Linked DNA regions of Zea mays: region 1 is linked to region 2. A link is a contact called in public Hi-C data. All regions are on one chromosome and are shown on one strand. The core of a region is the stretch at or near the end of the contact, and the rest is flanking DNA. Distances in the headings are between cores, read along the strand shown.

Region 1 (4,759 bases), core at 2,252-4,751, 270 kb after region 2:
CAAGTTATTATGGCCACCCAGCCGCTTGCCGCAATCAATCCTTGATATATTTGTTACAAATGATTTGGGGAAAGGTGTGAGTTTTCAAAAGAAAATGCTTTTCAAAATGTGTATGATGAAGGGTTTTCACCCTTATCACCTTTGAGTAGGGATGATCAGGGACTCCCTGGTTTAGGGGAGGGCCTAAGGTGATGGCTCAGCTGGTTTAGGCGTGAGCAGAAGGATTGTCCCCTCATATAAGGACCGGTTTGTCATCTTCACTACTTGTACTCTTTAATAGTGCAACCACTCGAGACTGTGTGGGCAGTCACTCAATCTGAACTCGTGCGGTCCGACCCCAGGGTTATGAAGGCTGGGGAGCACCAGGAGGATAAGGAGGGGGAAAGTTTTGTCCGGTTTGGACATGGTGGTGGCCTGACTCCTTCCGGATAACCGTTAAGGTTAGGACGTGCGGGGAAAGAAAGAGATTCGGATTCGGGTCTCACTAGCTATGAGATCGCAGAGCCGGACTAGTGGGTAAAGTGTACACCTCTGCGCAGAGTTCAAACCTATTCGAATAGTCTGTGTCCACAGGAATGGACGAGTCTGGTGTGGTATGGCAATTAGTGTTTGGTTTTTCCAAAAAAAAGGGTGTGTTTGAGAAAAGTGGTTTTTAAAAGGACCGGCGGTTGAGCCGTGAGCTATGGTGGACGGGAAGTCTAATAGCTGTTTTTGAAAATGAAAACCAGTGGGAAACTGCTGAGATACCTGGATGGTTTAGTCCAGGGGATTTTGTTATAATACTGAAAAACTTCCTGCTCCTTTTGGAGAGGATGCACTTTGCAAAATACAAAATGTTTTCAAAACAACCCTGCATAAAATATTGCTGTTTCTGCAAATATCCTGAGCTCTACATATTCCATGCATTATATCTGATTTCCCCATTCCGCGGGTGAAGGTGGGCTGCTGAGTACGTTTGTACTCACCCTTGCTTATTTGTTGTTTTTTCAGAAAAAGGAGATCGGGTAAGAGTTACGACTGTTCCCAACCTTGCCTGTGGCTGTTGGACCGCTGAATTGCTTCGCTGCGTATATTGGGCTGCTTCAGCCCCACTCTGATGATATGTCCCGAGTTGTGGACCAACTCTTAAAGTTGTTCGCCACCTTTGTAGGTTTGTCTCGTTTAAGCAGATTTGGTATCATCTGATGTATAAATGTGTTTACTAGCCTCCTGGGACTAGTAATTGTATCACATTTGAGTCCCAGAGGATTCGGGACGCTTCAGTCTCCTCAGACAGTGAGCGCACCCTCGGCTCAGGCAAAGGCAAGCCTTGTCGTGCAAGCGACTTTGGCCAAATCGCCTTACCAGCCGACTGTGTTGCATGCGCATTTAATGCTGGGGTCGCTTGACACCTTATCCTGACACGCGCGCCTCAGTCGGCAAGGTTGAAGTGACCGCAGTCACTCCGCCCTTTCACTGACCGATCTGACAGGAAAACAGCGCCGCCTGCTCCGCTCCGGCTGCTGTGCCAACCACCCGGGCGAAAACCGACAACGGTCGAGTTCAGCCTCGGACGCAACAGGAAGCTCTGCCTCGCCCGATCCCAGGGCTCGGCCTCGGGAGGAAATCTCCGCCTCGCCCGACCCCAGGGCTCGGCCTCGGCCTCGACCTCGGGAAGAATCACGTCCTCGCCCTACCCTGGGTCTCGGCCCCAGCCTCGGCCTCGGAGGAGTCGCCGCCTCGCCCGACCTCAGGCTCGGATCAACCGCGCCACGAGGGATGCATCATTACCCTACTCCTAGCTAGCTCAGGCTACGAAGGAACAAGACCGGCGTCCCATCCAGCTTACCCCGGTAACAGGCGATGGTGGTTTCCTGCATGCAACCATGACATCGGTGGTTCTCAAGCCCCCTACGGAAGCAAGGAGACGTCAGCAGGATCCATACAGCACCAACAGCTGTACTGCTACAGGGCTCAAGGCACTTCTCCGACGGCCACGATACTATCCCTACAGGACTCGAGGCGTCCCCCCAATGGCCACGTTGTTATTTGTACAGGGCTCAGGGCACTTCCCTGCCAGCCACGTTAGCTCCCAGCTACACCCCATTGTACAGCTGGGCATCTCCTTACATCTATAAAACGGGGTGTCCAGGGCCCCACAGGGGGGAAGAGGATAAAAAAAGGAGGACGAAGGGACGAGCATACGAACATACGAACATCCGAACGCACGACGGGAGAAGACGAGCGGGGGCCGGACCCTCTCTCTCTCTCGCTCTCTGCTACTCGCTCCCTCTCGCCCTCGCCCTCGCTCTCTTACAAGGCTTGTAACCCCTACTACAAGCACCCCGGTGCAGGATAATACAAGGCTCATTCCCCCACTTGTGTTCTATCTCGCACCAACCCATCTGGGCAGGGGCACGCAGCGACAAATTCACTCGTCGGTTCAGGGACCCCCCGGGTCCGAAACACCGATAGTTACCTATGTAAACTATCTACCAAAAAATTTCAAGATTTTTTATTGATTGTCTCCGCTCTCTGTATAATATTTTTTATTTAGCTAACTGATGTTATTGTTTACTCCATCCAATATGTCTTGGTGCAACACAACAAATGAAGTGAGCGATTAGAAGAAAGTTCACAACGACTGACTAAACGAACAGAGATTATAAAATAACATAATTCTACCATACAGAGACCAAATAAGAGTAAGTTTGTGAGCTCAAGTTTCTAAAATAAGTCACATGAACTCAAACTTATAAAAATTGGATGCACTCCATATAAGTTATGCTACGTCGTAGCAATTACTAACGTTTAAAACCAACAAATAACCTTTCATTTTATTGTTAGTGTGACAAATCATTGTTGCTCCATCCAATTCAGCAACCTCAAACATCATTGAGTCCATTGCGCCAATGTGGTCTTAGAAATGACCTAATGCTTGCAAGAGCCAAGAACGACGTGACGTGCTTGGGCTGTAGCCTCAGTCCGTAGTGCTGGCCCAGCTCGACACGATTATATATATTTTTATTTTACAAAAAATGTATATACATATATACAATTTATATTCAATATTAAAAACATTTGAGCATGATGTTCTACTGGTTAGACAACTTCACCTAGTGTCTCCTGTCCTTCTTCCATCAGGGCATGTGTTCGAACCCCACCTCGGCATAGTCAGTAGGTCGGCATGATATGCCTGGGCTAGAGTTGTGGCCCACAGGCGTCTGGCCTGTGCCGGGCCACCGTTTGGTCATCTTTAGACGTGCATAGGGTTAATTTGAAATAGCCGTGAGGGATTGTTTGTAAAAAAATGACGCGGGACGACCGTTGAAACTGACGCTTTAAGTATAGTATAGATAAAAATATTATAAAAAGGGCTTATTGATTTCGACGCTAAAGCCCAGTCACGCACTTAGGCCCAGTCAGCCCACGCAATTCAGCCTAGGGTTTTGTCTCCGCTACACCCTCCTCCACTCTTATATAAGCCTCCGCCGCCGCTAACATTCCTCTTCCCCTCGCGCACCGCTCCTGAGTCCTGTCCACCCTGCCACCGCCGACGCCGCGCCGCCGCAGCAATTGTCACCGTCGCTATGGGTAAGCCACCTCCAGGCTTTCATCCCAATTAAACTTCGAGCTGATCTGACACCCGTTTTGTTGTGTGGCGATGACTGGCAGCCCGTATCAAGGTGCACGAGCTCCGGGGGAAGAGCAAGACGGACCTGCAGGCGCAGCTCAAGGAGCTGAAGTCTGAGCTCTCCCTCCTCCGCGTAGCCAAGGTCACCGGCGGCGCACCCAACAAGCTCTCCAAGATGTGCGTACCTGCAATCTCTATTTTCTCCTGTTATTCTCTGCTCCTGAACTCGACTGAATCGATTCGAATTGTATCCGGCCCTTCTTCAGCAAGGTGGTGCGCACCTCGATCGCGCGCGTGCTCACAGTGATCTCGCAGAAGCAGAAGTCGGCGTTGCGGGAGGCGTACAAGAAGAAGAACCTGCTCCCCCTCGACCTCCGCCCTAAGAAGACCCGTGCCATCCGCCGCCGTCTGACCAAGCACCAGGTATACATGCCATACTCCTACGACTACCATTGCTCCTAGTTCAGTAGCGTTAGATCTTCTGTTATAACTTTAATTCGATACTAACATCATACCATGGCTAGTCATATGGGGCTCAACTTTCAGTATAGTATTCCAATGGCAATTGGAATGTAACCTTGAGTATATATTATCCAGTGTCACTTATATCTGATAATCTGTTAGTAGTCAATGTGCAATTTGATTATCTTGTTTAGAATAAGTGGTATATAAGTTTATGTTTCTTCCATGATGGGCAACTTCAAGAGCATTTATATATCCTTTCAAATTCTGATAGTGTGCTGTGTCATCAAGATGTGATTTTATTGGCTCGTGTCAATAAGTGGTATATAAGTTATGTTCATTGCTGGATGAAGCATTAATAGAGCAACGAATGATATTTTTTTGAAATTCCTCTTAGCTTTATGAGCCAATATATTTTGCGTACGGATGCAACTGTAGAAAGTGAGTAATGTTTGATGACTGACTATGTGATCTGAATAATGTTACTTCTCATTGTTGTGCAAAATCAAGGTGAAGTGTTTGTTGTTAATGTTTTTTCGTCAATCTGATCATATATGATATTAAGCATTTGCAAGATACCTGATAACCCTCTCCATGCAGAGCTCAAGTCTGAAAGAGCACTAATATTTGCAGCCCAGGTTTAGGTTTTAGGATTATAAGGTGTATGCAAGCATTAGCCAGTTG
Region 2 (4,774 bases), core at 198-2,697:
TTTCTATGACATTGTTTTTTACAAAATATCTTTATAAAAAAGCATATCGGTTGCCAATCAAAGCACCTCTGCTGTTAATTCTAAGCCCTCATGTGGGAGCCTCCGGCACTAGTTCAACAAAATGATAATTTACATGTGGTTCAACTAAAGCATATCACTAGCCTCACCTTTATTTTTATTCCATTGGAAGCAAGGGCTTTACTAACCAATCACAAGCAAGACATTTTTCCCTTTAACTGCCCTTTTTGCTCTCTCAGTGCCGGACAGCACAGGTGAAGTTGGAACACTATATTTGCTATACTAGACCAGCCTTGTAGTGCACCTTTTTACTCTCTCAATGCTGGACAGCACAGGTGAAGTTGGAACACTATCTTTGCTATACACCTATACTAGTCCAGCCTTGTAGAGTTGTAGTACAGAGTTTTGCATTTACCCAGCAGTGTATTCACAGCATAGAAACAAACAATGCGAGTATAGATGTATCTGTACAGTACCTGACTTAGCAGAGGTTTCTTCTCCTTCCTGGTCCTGTGGGGGCGATTGCTTCTCTTCAGGTTCTAGATGTGAGTCCAGAAAACAAGTATAGACAGTGTGAGCTACATTTGTAGCATCTGGAGACTGCTTCACGATGATAGCAGGGCTGCATACCAGATCCTCCACTGCTTCTTTCTCGTTGGACCGGCACTGCCGTTGCTGTCCCTCTCTCGCCTGCTGCAGGCACGGTGCCTTGGAAAGCTTGATTGGGCTCTACATTTCGCCAACTCACGGATTCAGAACATCAAATTAGCGAGTCACTTCACATTAATTGGGACATGAAACAGTAGTAAGAGAAGTAACAATGCCACACCAGAATTTCCAACATCCAATTCTTGCTCAAATGCAGCTGTTGCAAGATCCTCCTTGTTGGGAGATCCTCTGGCTGCTGCACCTTCGAAATCAAATTACTAAATCCCACTAATCCGGTCCGGATTCGAAAACCCAAACTCCAACTAAAACGGAACAAAAAAAAAGAACTTTCTTGCTTTGACAAGACCTCCTTCTAGCCATTAATAAACAAGACAAGGGAACAGGTTTTGAAGCCACATAGATTCGATTACCTGTGGATTCCGACTTATCGCGCACTGGCAGGGTGTTACCCGCGTTCACGGCAGTGAACTCCGAGGTGGCTACGAGTCCCAATAAACTCTAGTAAGAACACATACAAATTCGGTGATAGGGGAGAAAAAAAAGCAAGAGAAGAAAGATGCACTAGCTGCCAAACTGTAACTGTCGAGCTCACCACTTGGGTCCTGCGCGAACAGGCCGGAGAATACGACGACGGCCGTGATGAGAACGGCAGCGAACGGCGCGACGAGCCGGTGACGCCAGATGCGTTGCTTCACCATGCTCTTGGCCGCCTTGGGCGACCCCATGCCGCCGCTACTTTTCCTTCTTGGCCACCTCGCGATAGTCAACTTCTCGTGTTCTGTTCTGTTTCTGATTCTATACTTCCAAGAGCTGGGTCGCCGTGACACGCATGTACAGGATGGACGGGTTGTAGATGCAAATTACATTTTCTCGAGTGAATTTCACGGGCACTTCTTAACTTTATCACTTCTCGACTAGATCATAGTACTTCAAAATATAAATTTTTATCCCTAAACTATGTTTAGGGTGTCATACTGGTTTAAACCCTATTCTCCGACACTTCTACACAATTAATTATACCTTATTTGGTTAGGAGTGAATAGCAGGGGATCAGTCAAAATTGAAAAAAAAGTGACTTAATCACTCTCCATCTCCTAACTGAACAAAGTCTTAAGGATGTCTCCAACAATATCCTCTATATCCATCATTTATATCCGTTCTTTACAATCTCCTCTAAAAGATTACATCCTCTATATCGCATTCCTCTCCAACAACGTCCTCTAAATCACGTCCTCTATACGCAAATACCTATATTAGAGACATTTTTTATTTTTTTACATACGTATGTGCCATACTCTCAAATATACTGTATATATTTTAGTTTTGCTAAACCGGTTATTTAAAGTATTCAAATGGATAGATGACCATTTAGAGAAACTTTATATAGAGAGAATCTAGCAGCGTCCTCTAAATTTAGAGGACCGTTTAGAGGATGTTGCTGGAGAGCGTAGATGACCGTTTGATCCTCTATATTTAGGGTAGAGGAGCTTTTAGTGGTCCTTGCTGGAGCCAGCCTAAGTGGACATATATGCTAAAAACTAAAACGCCCCTTAAATTTATACACACTCATTAGGCTGGGTTGACCGTTGGGCGCTACCGTCCGCCCTCATGGCACCGACGACCGATTGGTATTGTTAGTCGCGGTGCCAAAGACAGTCCACACATGCACACGGATGTTGAGGTTGTCGATTAGGCGCTAGGGTTGGTACCAACAACGTCGGGCCCACGTCGGTCGGTGTCGATCGAGCGGTACTGACCCAACGACTGCTGTCACTAGCGCCACGTATTGTGTTCTGGTTGGTTCACTTTGTTTTGAACTTAAAAAAATCAAAAAAATGTGTCTATAAATATAGAAGTGCTTGAGCTCGTTCACACAACTCACACCTCAAATTTCTCTACCACCATACTCCTCACACACACTCGTTTCATTCGAAACAAACGTTGTTGTGATGTCTTCGTCTGACTCAAACATTGACATGACCGAGGAAGAGTTTTTCGAGTTGTTGTAGTAAAATATAATGCAACCGGAGGCGGAGATTGCCTCCAAGTCTTTTGCATCAAGGAGGCAATTGAGGCTATGCTGGAGATACATCGATCGTTACCGTGTATCCGCCCACGATCGGTTGATGTAAGACTACTTTAACGACATGTGTATCTATCCATCTCTCTACTTTCATCAAAGATGCCACATTCGAGAAGCATATTCCTTCACATCTTTGGAGAGCTAGGGTGAGCACTCCCGCTACTTCACTCTTCGAACCAATGCACTCACCCGCAGTGGTTTCTCCCCCCACCAGAAGTGTGTAGTTGACCTACACATGCTTGTGTATGGTAGTGTTGCTGACTCCATCGATGAGTACATCAAAATGGGAAAAGTTCCACCTTAGAGTGTCTCAAACTATTCTGTAGAGGTGTTATTGTATGTTTTGGGGCGGAGTATAGTCGTCGTCCCACTGTTGATGACCTTAGGCGTTTATTAGCTAAGGGGGAGGAAAGAAATTTTCCTGGTATAATAGAGAGTATAGAATGCATGTATTGGAGTGTAGGAACTATCCCATAGGGAGAAGATAGTTCATAATGAGGAACATTGGATCCCCGACCATCATGCTTGAGGCAGTTGCCTCGTATGACTTGTGGATCTGACATGCTTTTGGGGTGCTAGAATTGAGCGATGATGTTAACGTAATCAACCAAACACTGTTGTTCATTAACATGCTCAACGGTGAAGGACCAAACATGAACTTCATGGTGAATGGCTATGAGTATAACTATGGGTACCACCTTCTCGATGGCATCTACCCTCGGTGGCTAGTGTTCATGAAAACCATTCTGCTCCAACAGACTCCTAAGTAGATGTTTGTTGTGTGCTAGGAGGGCACATGGAAGGACATGGAGAAGGCATTTGGGGTGCTCAAGGCTCAATTTCATATTCTCACAAGCCCAAATCATTACTTTTCCCACCAGTTACTTAGTGTGATCATATGTGTGTATCATTCTACACAAACATGATCATTGAGGATGAGCATGGAGGATCATACGATGTGGACGATTATGAGACAGTTGAGTCCTCTATTGCAGCACCAACTGTCACCTGTGAAGCGCCGAGAGGCTTTACAACCATCCTTCAGCGTGAGGTTGCACTCCATACAAATCTGGTGCATGATTGGCTCCAAAATAATTTAATAGATCACATTTGGGATCTACACCACAGGAACTGATAGAGGACTAGGCTCGATCTTCCGTGAGGTAGGATAATTTGATAGGGTGGAGATCTCGACGTTGATGATCCAACGCTTCGAGCGAACGAATCCTCGCAATCACTACACCACTACTCTTGGTTATTACCCGTGACACACGAGTGACCTCACCACGAAGGATTATCCTAGCAAGCGTAATCAAGAATACAAGCAAGAACAGAAAGAACGTAATCAAAACTGCATTGATCACGAGGTGGGGTCTCACAAACCGAAGAACGACGATATTGTTCAATGACAGATATGATCTAAGCAAAACCCAAAACCTAATGTGGTCGCAGCTGCTGTTAAAATAGACGTTAGGGGCATGCACAACCCCTCGATGTACCCCTAATGGGCTCCAACACGATACACAGTCCAACGACCCAACAGACGGTGTCGCAGCACCAAAACAGAATTTGAGTGTTGACTTGTTTCGACGATTCCCGTTGACTCCGGATGAATTTTAAGGTAGGACTAGTTGGGTTGGTTAGATAATCTTCTTACCTTTCCAACCATATCAAGTCCATTGCAATCAGAGTTCGGATGCGTCCTAGAAAACCATTTTAGTGCAGACTGGTCCTGTAACCCGAGATGGAATCATAGCCGAGTCGGACTTGATCTCCTTCCTATTGTGGACGCCCTTGCTGCTCCTCCTCAACACCTTAGCCTTTCCCAAGTCCTTGATGGTCCTATCCAAAGTTTTTAATCATTAAAACATCCATGGCACCAAGCGTAAACTCTAAAACACAATTGACTAGGTTAGAACGAACCTAGAGATTAAGTTTTCGTGCACGTGCTCATGTTGTCGGTCCATGCATTGTTTATATGGGAGATGTCCTCATCATCCTACC

Evidence for each region. A called contact is a pair of places that touch in the nucleus more often than the background predicts.
Region 1: a Hi-C map of root tip shows a contact between it and region 2, with 5 times the contacts expected there. The contact joins the promoter of LOC100282133 here to the promoter of LOC100276980 in region 2. A contact is called at or near these places in 11 of 25 Hi-C or Micro-C datasets (bundle sheath, ear, endosperm and 4 more) and 1 of 3 datasets of contacts at active chromatin or transcription factors (leaf).

The regions. Positions count from the first base shown.
Region 1 is chr5:166,380,072-166,384,830 of Zm-B73-REFERENCE-NAM-5.0, forward strand. LOC100282133 (60S ribosomal protein L35) reads left to right here and starts at 3,502. Exons shown (of 4, transcript NM_001294264.1): 1 at 3,502-3,573; 2 at 3,655-3,790; 3 at 3,880-4,036. The coding sequence starts at 3,570.
Region 2 is chr5:166,108,277-166,113,050 of Zm-B73-REFERENCE-NAM-5.0, forward strand. LOC100276980 reads right to left here and starts at 1,448. Exons shown (of 6, transcript NM_001150660.2): 1 at 1,280-1,448; 2 at 1,098-1,166; 3 at 848-928; 4 at 649-747; 5 at 495-557. The coding sequence starts at 1,412.